Regions from separate parts of the Mus musculus genome. Here regions 1 and 3 are each linked to region 2. A link is a contact called in public promoter capture Hi-C data. All regions are on one chromosome and are shown on one strand. Each heading gives the region's core, a stretch centred on a gene start, on an enhancer-like site or on the middle of the called end of the contact. The rest is flanking DNA. Distances are from core to core; before and after follow the strand shown.

What was found. Promoter capture Hi-C pulls out the DNA fragments that hold promoters and counts their contacts.
Region 1: a contact with region 2 is called in a promoter capture Hi-C map of embryonic stem cells, with 4 times the contacts expected there. The contact joins the promoter of Fat3 here to the promoter of Cep295 in region 2. A contact is called at or near these places in 1 of 39 promoter capture datasets (embryonic stem cells), 1 of 484 Hi-C or Micro-C datasets (embryonic stem cells) and 4 of 115 datasets of contacts at active chromatin or transcription factors (astrocytes, embryonic forebrain, embryonic limb bud and 1 more).
Region 3: a promoter capture Hi-C map of pre-B cells shows a contact between it and region 2, with 7 times the contacts expected there. The contact joins the promoter of Mtmr2 here to the promoter of Cep295 in region 2. A contact is called at or near these places in 3 of 39 promoter capture datasets (embryonic stem cells, liver and pre-B cells) and 2 of 9 other capture datasets (adipose tissue and liver).

What each region holds. Positions count from the first base shown.
Region 1 is chr9:16,500,765-16,503,464 of GRCm38.p6, reverse strand. It overlaps Fat3 (FAT atypical cadherin 3), which reads left to right and starts at 1,411. Exons shown (of 26, transcript NM_001080814.2): 1 at 1,411-1,592.
Region 2 is chr9:15,356,509-15,359,208 of GRCm38.p6, reverse strand. It overlaps Cep295 (centrosomal protein 295), which reads left to right and starts at 1,421. Exons shown (of 27, transcript NM_176976.4): 1 at 1,421-1,583. The coding sequence starts at 1,466.
Region 3 is chr9:13,747,834-13,750,533 of GRCm38.p6, reverse strand. Mtmr2 (myotubularin related protein 2) reads right to left here and starts at 1,355. Exons shown (of 15, transcript NM_023858.4): 1 at 1,134-1,355. The coding sequence starts at 1,213. It overlaps Gm39291 (a long non-coding RNA gene), which reads left to right and starts at 1,332. Exons shown (of 3, transcript XR_870544.2): 1 at 1,332-1,712.

The DNA.
Region 1 (2,700 bases), core at 162-2,661, 1.1 Mb before region 2:
GAAAGTGGAGGGCTTTTCAGATCCTTAAGGCCCCAGGCTTGGGAGAGGAAGACCAAAAAGGCAAATTCTAGTAACTCTTCAAAGGGTGTGACTGAGCACAGAGACTTTAAGGAGAGACAGACTCTGCTCCTGGAAGGGAAATTCAGGAATCAAGAAAAGGAGCAAATTTATCTCTACAGCATGTCTGCGGAAGCATCTCTCTTGGAGTTACTGCTCGGTCCCAGAGTTCCAGAGAAGCTGCCTGGGAGTGGGCACCCTAGGAACCCCCTGGGGTGAAAGCCTGCTTTAGACAGACGTGATTTGCTGTGCAGCAGTGGGGGTTGGGTGGAGGCTGGCGCTGGCCCAGGTTTACCGGGGCTGGCCGTTAGTTAGGAATGTTTCAGAGCTCACAGGCAAGGAACATAGGCTGAAGTGTAGCTCTACTGAAGCAGTGTGGGTGGGGTGGGGTGGGGTGGGGTGCCATGAATCCTCAGACTTGTGAGGATGATCCAGAAGTAAAAGGACCTAGAGGGCACACCGGTTGGTATTGCTAATCACCTGGCTCCCCTGAGACTGTTCACTCATTCCTGTTCTGAATGTCTTCACATCCCACCGTGTTTCAGACTGGGTGGGGGTGATGAGTCATGTTACTTTTTAGTCTGATTCTCTCCCACACAAAGGTGATCCCAGTGATCTGAAAATGCGTGGGAAAGAAATGCGAGTCCCGGGTGGGCAGCAGGAGGTACAGCGTTTGATAGCCGTGCCCACTGTGCTTCAAAGTAGCCTGAGGAGCTTGGGTAAAACCATGTTGGTCTCATTGTGCCTCGGTTTCCTCATCTGGTCCAGAGAAGTCTAGTGTATTCTAGGCAGCAGGCTGAAGAGCAGAGCAGAGCAGAGCAGAGCAGAGCAGAGCAGAGCAGAGCAGAGCAGAGCAGAGCAGAGCAGAGACGATTGAGTGTGGTGTGTGCGCGCTCTCTGAAAACGTCAGTCTGACTTTGGTGCGTTCTTCCAGCCACGCTAGAAGTGGAGGATGCCTAGGCTCTAAAATTAGTCCAGCTTCCAGGCGAGGCGCCCTTAGCGTCCTCCTGCTGACCGCCGGGTCTCCCTGCCCCCCTTTCCCTCCCCTTCTCTTCGTGTGGCGCTCGGAGATCTCTGGTCATCCCCCACCCCCATCCCCCGGAGGACGCGGCTCTGCGGGAGGGAGGAGAATACAGCGAAGCTAGGGGTTTGGCAGTGCGGCGGCGGCCGCCGCGAAGAAGAACCCGGTACCTCTCCACCGCCAGCAGTAGCGGTGCAAGCTGACTAGAGCAGACGCGAGAACCGCTCCCCCCGGCAGGCTGCGCTGTGATCTGGGCTGCGCGTTGGGACCTCGCTCCCGGGTTCCCCACCCCTCCCGCCGCCATCCTCCTCCGACTCCCCTCCTCCGCCGCCAACCCGCAGCAGTGGCGGCGTCCTGAGCGCCTAGCGCCTCCGCTCGCCGCCCTAGCCTCAGCCGGGAGCACGCGGCGAGCACTGCGGCGGAGGCGGCGGGGTGGCCAGCTCGCCCCTAGACTTGAAAGGAAGACCACGGAGGACTCGTCGGGTGCAGGGGCGCATCGCTGACCAAGGCAAGGGTGCGTGAGGATTTTTAGCATGCTTATTTGGGTGCATGGTGCACTGGCTGGGGTGCACCTTTCTCAGAACAGCCTCAGCAACCTGGTTACAGAGAGGCTGTGATGGGTGCTCCGGAAAGCTAAAGCTCTCAGAGAGAGTGGGGGGAAACTTTTCACCTTGTAAAGTTCCTGCCTGGGCGCTGCCTGGAGCTGTGGTCATTACCGCTACCAGCTGGAACCCAGGGAGACAGCCCTGCGGCAGGAGCCAGGAAATGGCACCGGAGTTGGTTAAGTTTAGGGCTAGCAATAAGAGGAGGGCGATCTTTCGGGTCTGTACATGCAGCTCTGGGTCCTCACTGAGCTTTGGCCGTTGGCTGCAGGTGGATGATATCAGGCGGCGATTCCGCTGGGTAGCTGGCGCTTGCAGCACTCAGTAGGAAGAGGGGCAGATGCCGATGGATGCACTTGCAGGACCCAGAGGCGCAAGTTGGGTGCATGCTAGAGGAGGCTATGAGCGGAGCAAAGAGCCCAGCCTCCACTTCCACGGTGCAGGAAGGGTAGCCTAGAATGTTCGCCTGCCCCTGCATACTATGTCTGAGTCTTGGGTTGTGAAAGGTTCTAAATGACAGCCGACTTTGAACTGGTGCGACAGTTTAGCCGAGAAGCCAGGAAAGGATTTCTGTTGTTTTGACGGGAGATGGACCCGACTGCTTTGGGAGAACGCATGATTTTTGGCGGGCGTCAGAACTGACCGTGCTATTTGAAAAGAGAATAGCGGTAGTCTGATCATCCCAGGGATGCCGAACAGCCCTTGCGGCTCCTCGTGGGCACGTTGAGGGCGCACTGTTCGCCGCCCCGAGTTCTTTCCGGAAGGTGTGGAAAAGAAACCATTGGCTCACCGGAGTGCAGTTGGGGATCTTAGGGAGCTGGCTGGGGGTGACAGAGGTGGACTGGACAGATTTCGCGTGGCGCTTGGTGAGCGAGAGGACTTGACCAGCTGGGGTCGCTGAGCTAAAATGCATCGGGCCGGGCTGGAGAAAGGTGGCGAGCCCGGGTCTTTTTGGCAGTATAATGCGGTCACTGTTTCTCCCCCAGCAGACTCTTGTCTCGTGTGTTTTCGGAAGTGTTT
Region 2 (2,700 bases), core at 172-2,671:
CCTCCATCCCCCTGCTTCTATGAGAGTGTTCCCCCACAATGTATAGGCTGACACTCTCTCACCCTACTGAGCTTGCTCTGATCCCTCCTGGTTTCCTATTCAAAACAGAACATGTCTCAAGCTCAGATTTCCACTTGAGTACTTTCTGCCCAAGACGCCAGCTGGGTAGAGCTGTCCAGTCATCAGGTCAGCAAATGACAGAGGGGTGTCAGGCAACTGAACCAAAAGTGCTTGCTACACCTCTTCTTCCAGACTTGCGACCAAGTGAACATGCCTCTGCTGGGAATGGTGCATGAGTTTAATGCAGATGGATCTCCTTATGGCAAGGCCTGAGGAGTTGGGTCCCCACATGGCAAAGACCTATGGGATATTGGAACAGAATCTCCTGGCCTTTCCCCAAGGAATGCTTGGTTCGCTTTTGCCTTGCATTTGTGTGTTTGACTTTGTTATTGGAAGTATTTGCTTTTACTTTGTTTGTGACAGATGTTTCTCTAGAATCAGAAAGTTTGGACTGTGATTCATTCCTATTTGTCTCTGAGGCCATGAAAGTGGAATAGACCACTACTCCTGTGTTTGTTAATAATGATGCGGTTGGTCAACAAGAGGGCCTAGTCTGTGTACACCAGCTAACATCCAGATGTTCTCTCCTTATGGTTACTTAGTTCCAACAATTTGCCCTACAGTGCTGTTCCAAACAATAGTTACATGGGTATTAAAAGCTTAAGAAGGTCTTTCTGGATTGTTGGTTCCAAGACTTAACAGGAATATTCAGAGGTTACACCAAGCAAGGATGAGCAACTGACTCGGTTTACTAATTTGCCCTGGGCACTAGAGGAATGAGATTTCCTAAGGGGACAGGCTAGGTGTCAATAATTAAATCAGAATTTCTCGGGTATGTAGTTTATCGCCTCTCTGTACTGTATCCTCAATTGGTTATGTATCAATGTGCTGGGTTAGATATTAGCCACGTGCTCAATCTATATTTCATCTTTCTTGATACTGTTCATGGGTTAGCAGGAAACCGTGGCGACTGAGAAGGAAGTACAGTGTGCACTTGGTTGAACATAGGAAGTTCTTAAAAGAGACGTGGAAAACTAGATGTATAAATAAAGGTAGTCTGAGTTGTCTCGGTGTCAGAGTATAGTATGTGAACTGCACTTCCTGGTCCAAGTCTTCCGCCGATTCCACACATCCTCCTTCATGTTCTGAACCCGACCCAGGATTGACTGCCGGCGACAAAACACCACAGAGCAAGTGGGACAAGACCCTGACAGTTGAGAGGGATAATGGCCCGTTGCGCAAGCTGCGCGTGCGTGCGTGCGTGCGTGCACGTGGGCGGGGCTGCGCGTGCGCCGAGCTGGAGGTGGGCGGGGGCTTGGCACGGCGCGGCCTTCCGGGCGGCCCCTGCGGAGGCGGTCCTAAGCTGGTTCCCGCCGTCCGATCCCGCCATTGGCGGGCCGTTTGAATGACGGAAGTGACGAGAGCCGGGTCATGGCTGTCCCGCAGGTACCCAAACGGCTGCTGGGTAGCCGGCCGGGTGCGGGTGCCTGTGTGTCGTGAGGCCAGACCACACACGCTGTCAGGTGAGTGACGGAGGCCCGCCAGGGTTCTTCTGGCTGGCCGCGAGCAGGCTGGCGAACCTTCCGGCCCTTTAAACCGCCCCGAGGCCGGCCCTACAGAGAGCTCGGCCTTTCTGAGGCATCCGCCACCCGTAGCTCTTCTGGTACTCTTCCTACACTCAAGCTATGAAAAAAATGGCAGTCTCATTCGAGAGTGTTAGTTCACCCTGTAATCCCAGCACATGCAAGGCAGTGCTGAGGCAGGAGAAATGCCTCGTGTTCAAGACCAGCCTAGGCAATAAACCCTACAGCAGCGAATGGTTGTCGTCAGTCTTACATTAGAATGTGTTCGGCGGTTGGGTAGTAATTAAGCCACACGTACATATAGTACAGCCACGTGTGGTGGCTATTACCCCCTTACACGGAATAAAGTTAACAAGGCCCAAGGGATTTGAAACTTGGCTTCTGCCTTTTGCTAATGAATGGCTCTTGCATCCACATCTATTAATTTTTTGGTTACTGTGTGTCAGATACTGCCTAATCCTTAGAAGGAAATCTATCAAGATAAGCCCTACTGTGTCCATCATTATTGGACACTTAAAACACAGAACTTGAAGAGTCCACATGGGTAGAAATGACTAGTGAACAAGCCAGGTAACAGGATTCTACTTAATAGATGCAGGAGGAATACTTGTCTCCTATGGAGGACAACTTAAAATGTTCCTCTCTTGGAGCCTCAACCATCCTCAGGAGTATTTTCTTAAGAATTCAGTGGAGTGTATTGGAAAAGGCTTTTTTTGTTTTGTTTTGTTTTCCGAGACAGGGTTTCTCTGTGTAGCCCTGGCTGTCCTGGAACTCACTCTGTAGACCAGGCTGGCCTCAAACTCAGAAATCCACCTGCCTCTGCCTCCCGAGTGCGGAAAAGGTTTTCAATTCAAGCAATTACTACTGTTTGACATTTGTTCTTCGATGAAGTCATGACTGGGTCTGCCATGTAGTACTGTATATGGATTAGTCACTTTCTCGTTCAGTCCACGCTGAATTATTTATAAGATGCAAGACAGTTTTTTAGACAAAAGAGATGAGGTGATGAATAAGATCATACTTGTCCTGACCACAATTGTGATAAAGAATTCTCTGT
Region 3 (2,700 bases), core at 106-2,605, 1.6 Mb after region 2:
GAGCTGAAGAGATGGCTCAGCAGTTGAGAGCACTTGCTACTTTGACAGAGGACCAGGGTTCAGTTCCCAGCATCCACAGGAGGGTCACACCGACCTGTCCTCCAGTTTAAGGGAATCTCACCTCCTGGACTCCTCCATGCCTGTGGTACACATGAACTCATGCAAGTACACACACACAAAGACACTTTTAAATAGTAATACGTTTATCAATCTACTGGGTGAAAGAAATTGTGTGATACATTGAGAAATATTAAAGATGATTTTGTAGAATGTATGAAAGCAAATAAGATAATTTATTTGAGCATCTGTAAACAAACAAACAACTTTGGAGTGACCGGGCAGAAAAAAGCTGAGCTATCATAATCAAACATTAATACTTGCTTGTAGTACTTTGTAGACAAACAAAACAAAACTTGAAATAATTTAGATAAACACTTAACACAGTAAGTGGAAATAACAGTCTACCTTGCCTGTACATTCGATTCATCTGTGGCTGTCTGCCTACATTAAGCTTAAAATTTAAACTGACAAGTTCTATAATAAAGCTGTTATCTACAGTTAATTGAAGAATGCTCCAAACAGACACCACATATAATGTATATTGTGATGGTAATGTCACTGATGTTTAAGCTGAGAAGCTGACTCTGAAGGCTTCGTCCCCTCTCCATTTCAAATCTAAGCACGCTTGTCTCAGTGTCCTCTAAAGCCTCTTGTCTGGTAATGGGCTGGTCCCCAAACTGTGATTAGAGCACAAGAATGAAAATGTCACGCCCTTGACAACTGAACTCCTGATAAAGTAAAAAACGCTGCGTCCTTAAACACAACTGGAGCAAAATCTAGGACCGGAAAATGAGCGGGAATTAGAGGGGCAGTGGCCATAAAGAAACTGTATTTTCACTTCTCGCACCAAAGGCCCAGAGGAGGAAGCAAGCACTGCTCTGCTGGGCTCTCCATACCCACGGGATGCCCGCGGCTTTTGCCCTCTTCGGGGTCCAGCCTCTCTAGGCCCAGGTCTCTCCTCCGCATGCCCCGGCCTCCCTCCCGCAGGAGCAGCCTCAGTCTCTCTTCCCGCACGCCCTGGCGTCTCCATCTACACTTGCTCCCGGCCTCCGTCCCCATACGCCCGGCCTCACCTGGACAGTGAGTCCTCGCTGGGCAGCCTTGCCGCCGGGAGCTGCGCGCCGAGACTCTCGCAGCTGGAGCTCTTCTCCATGGCGCGAGAAACTGGAGGCCGCTGCGCCCTCCGCGGCCGCCGGCGCGAGATGCAGAGGGAGGAGCGCACGGGGCCGCAGCCGCGGTCAGCCCCGCGCCAGGCAGGCTCCGAGACCGGAAGCGGCCATGTTCCCCCAGCCTGCACTGCGCGCGGGGGCTGTCGGGAGTCGGGCCCCGTGGCGCTACAAAGCGGAGCGATGCGCATGCGCCTGGCCGCCCAGTGAGAGTCAGCTAACAGGAAAATCTCCAGAAGGAAGAGGACACTAGTATGTCAGAGAAAACACAAGATGTGACGGCTTGGGAGAGGTGGACTCGAGGAAAATGAGAGGAATGTGGGCGGCCTGTGGGATGAGGGGGTGAGGTATTTAAGGGTGAGGTTAGAAGTAGTGATGTGAGATCATACGTGATGTGAGAACCCATTTTGTAACGGTAACAGTGAAGCTAAGCAGACTGATCCCACGGCCTCCAGTTACCTTGCATTTACATCTGCTTCCTTCTGTGTAAGTATATTAACCTCACAGAATAACTATTGATAAATATAAAACGCCTAAAGCAATGCCTGCTTAAGCACTCAGACAGTAGTCAATATATAAACAACCTAACAAACTTAATAAATGGTAACTGTTAATGAAAGAAAACTAAAGGATGACAGACCACTAACAAGTGGTTTGTAGGAGAAAGATAGTAACAGCTACCCTGAATGGGGAGGGGAAGGGAAATTTCCATCTCTGAACAGCGTTATACAAAGGAAAGTGAGAATGGAGTTGAATTTTCAGGCCTCCAGTGACAAAAGTATGGGTTAAAGTGGCTTGAAAGTGTGTCTGTAGCTGATAAGCACATTGACACCAACCTATAAGGCATAGTAAGTATTGAAGTGAGAATGAGGGAGAAGCTGCTAAAATCACAAAAAGAATTAGACAAAAACACTACTGAATGTCATGATGTAACATGGAGAACAGACTTACCTCCGGTGTGCTGCTTCATATTCCCTTACAAAGCAGGAAGGGAGTGTGGAGATGGAATGTGATAAAGGAACAGAAACTGGGTAAAGAGGGAATGTTAATACCCGTGACTTTCTGTTACTCAGGACACAGGAAGGAAAGTACTGGAGGAATTTCTCTAATTGTGACTCTGCCTTAAACACCTCACACGTCTGGAAAGCAAAAACACAAAGATTATTTCTGTAAATAAAAGAAACTTTTAAAAAAATCCTGCTAGGATAAATATAATTGTGTTCTTACAAACTAGATTTAATTTAAAACTTGGTTTTAAAACACAATCATAATTTATAGAACCAAGGAAATAATTTGTGTACTAGCTTTCCTTTACAGTATTCCCAATGAAAGATTTATTTTGGCTGATGGTTTCAAAGATTCCAGTCCATGGTCACTTGGCTCCATTGTTTTTTGAGCCTGTGATAAAACAGAAAAGCAGAGCTGGGAACACGTGATAGAAAAATCTGTTCATCTCCAGGTGACCAGGATAAAT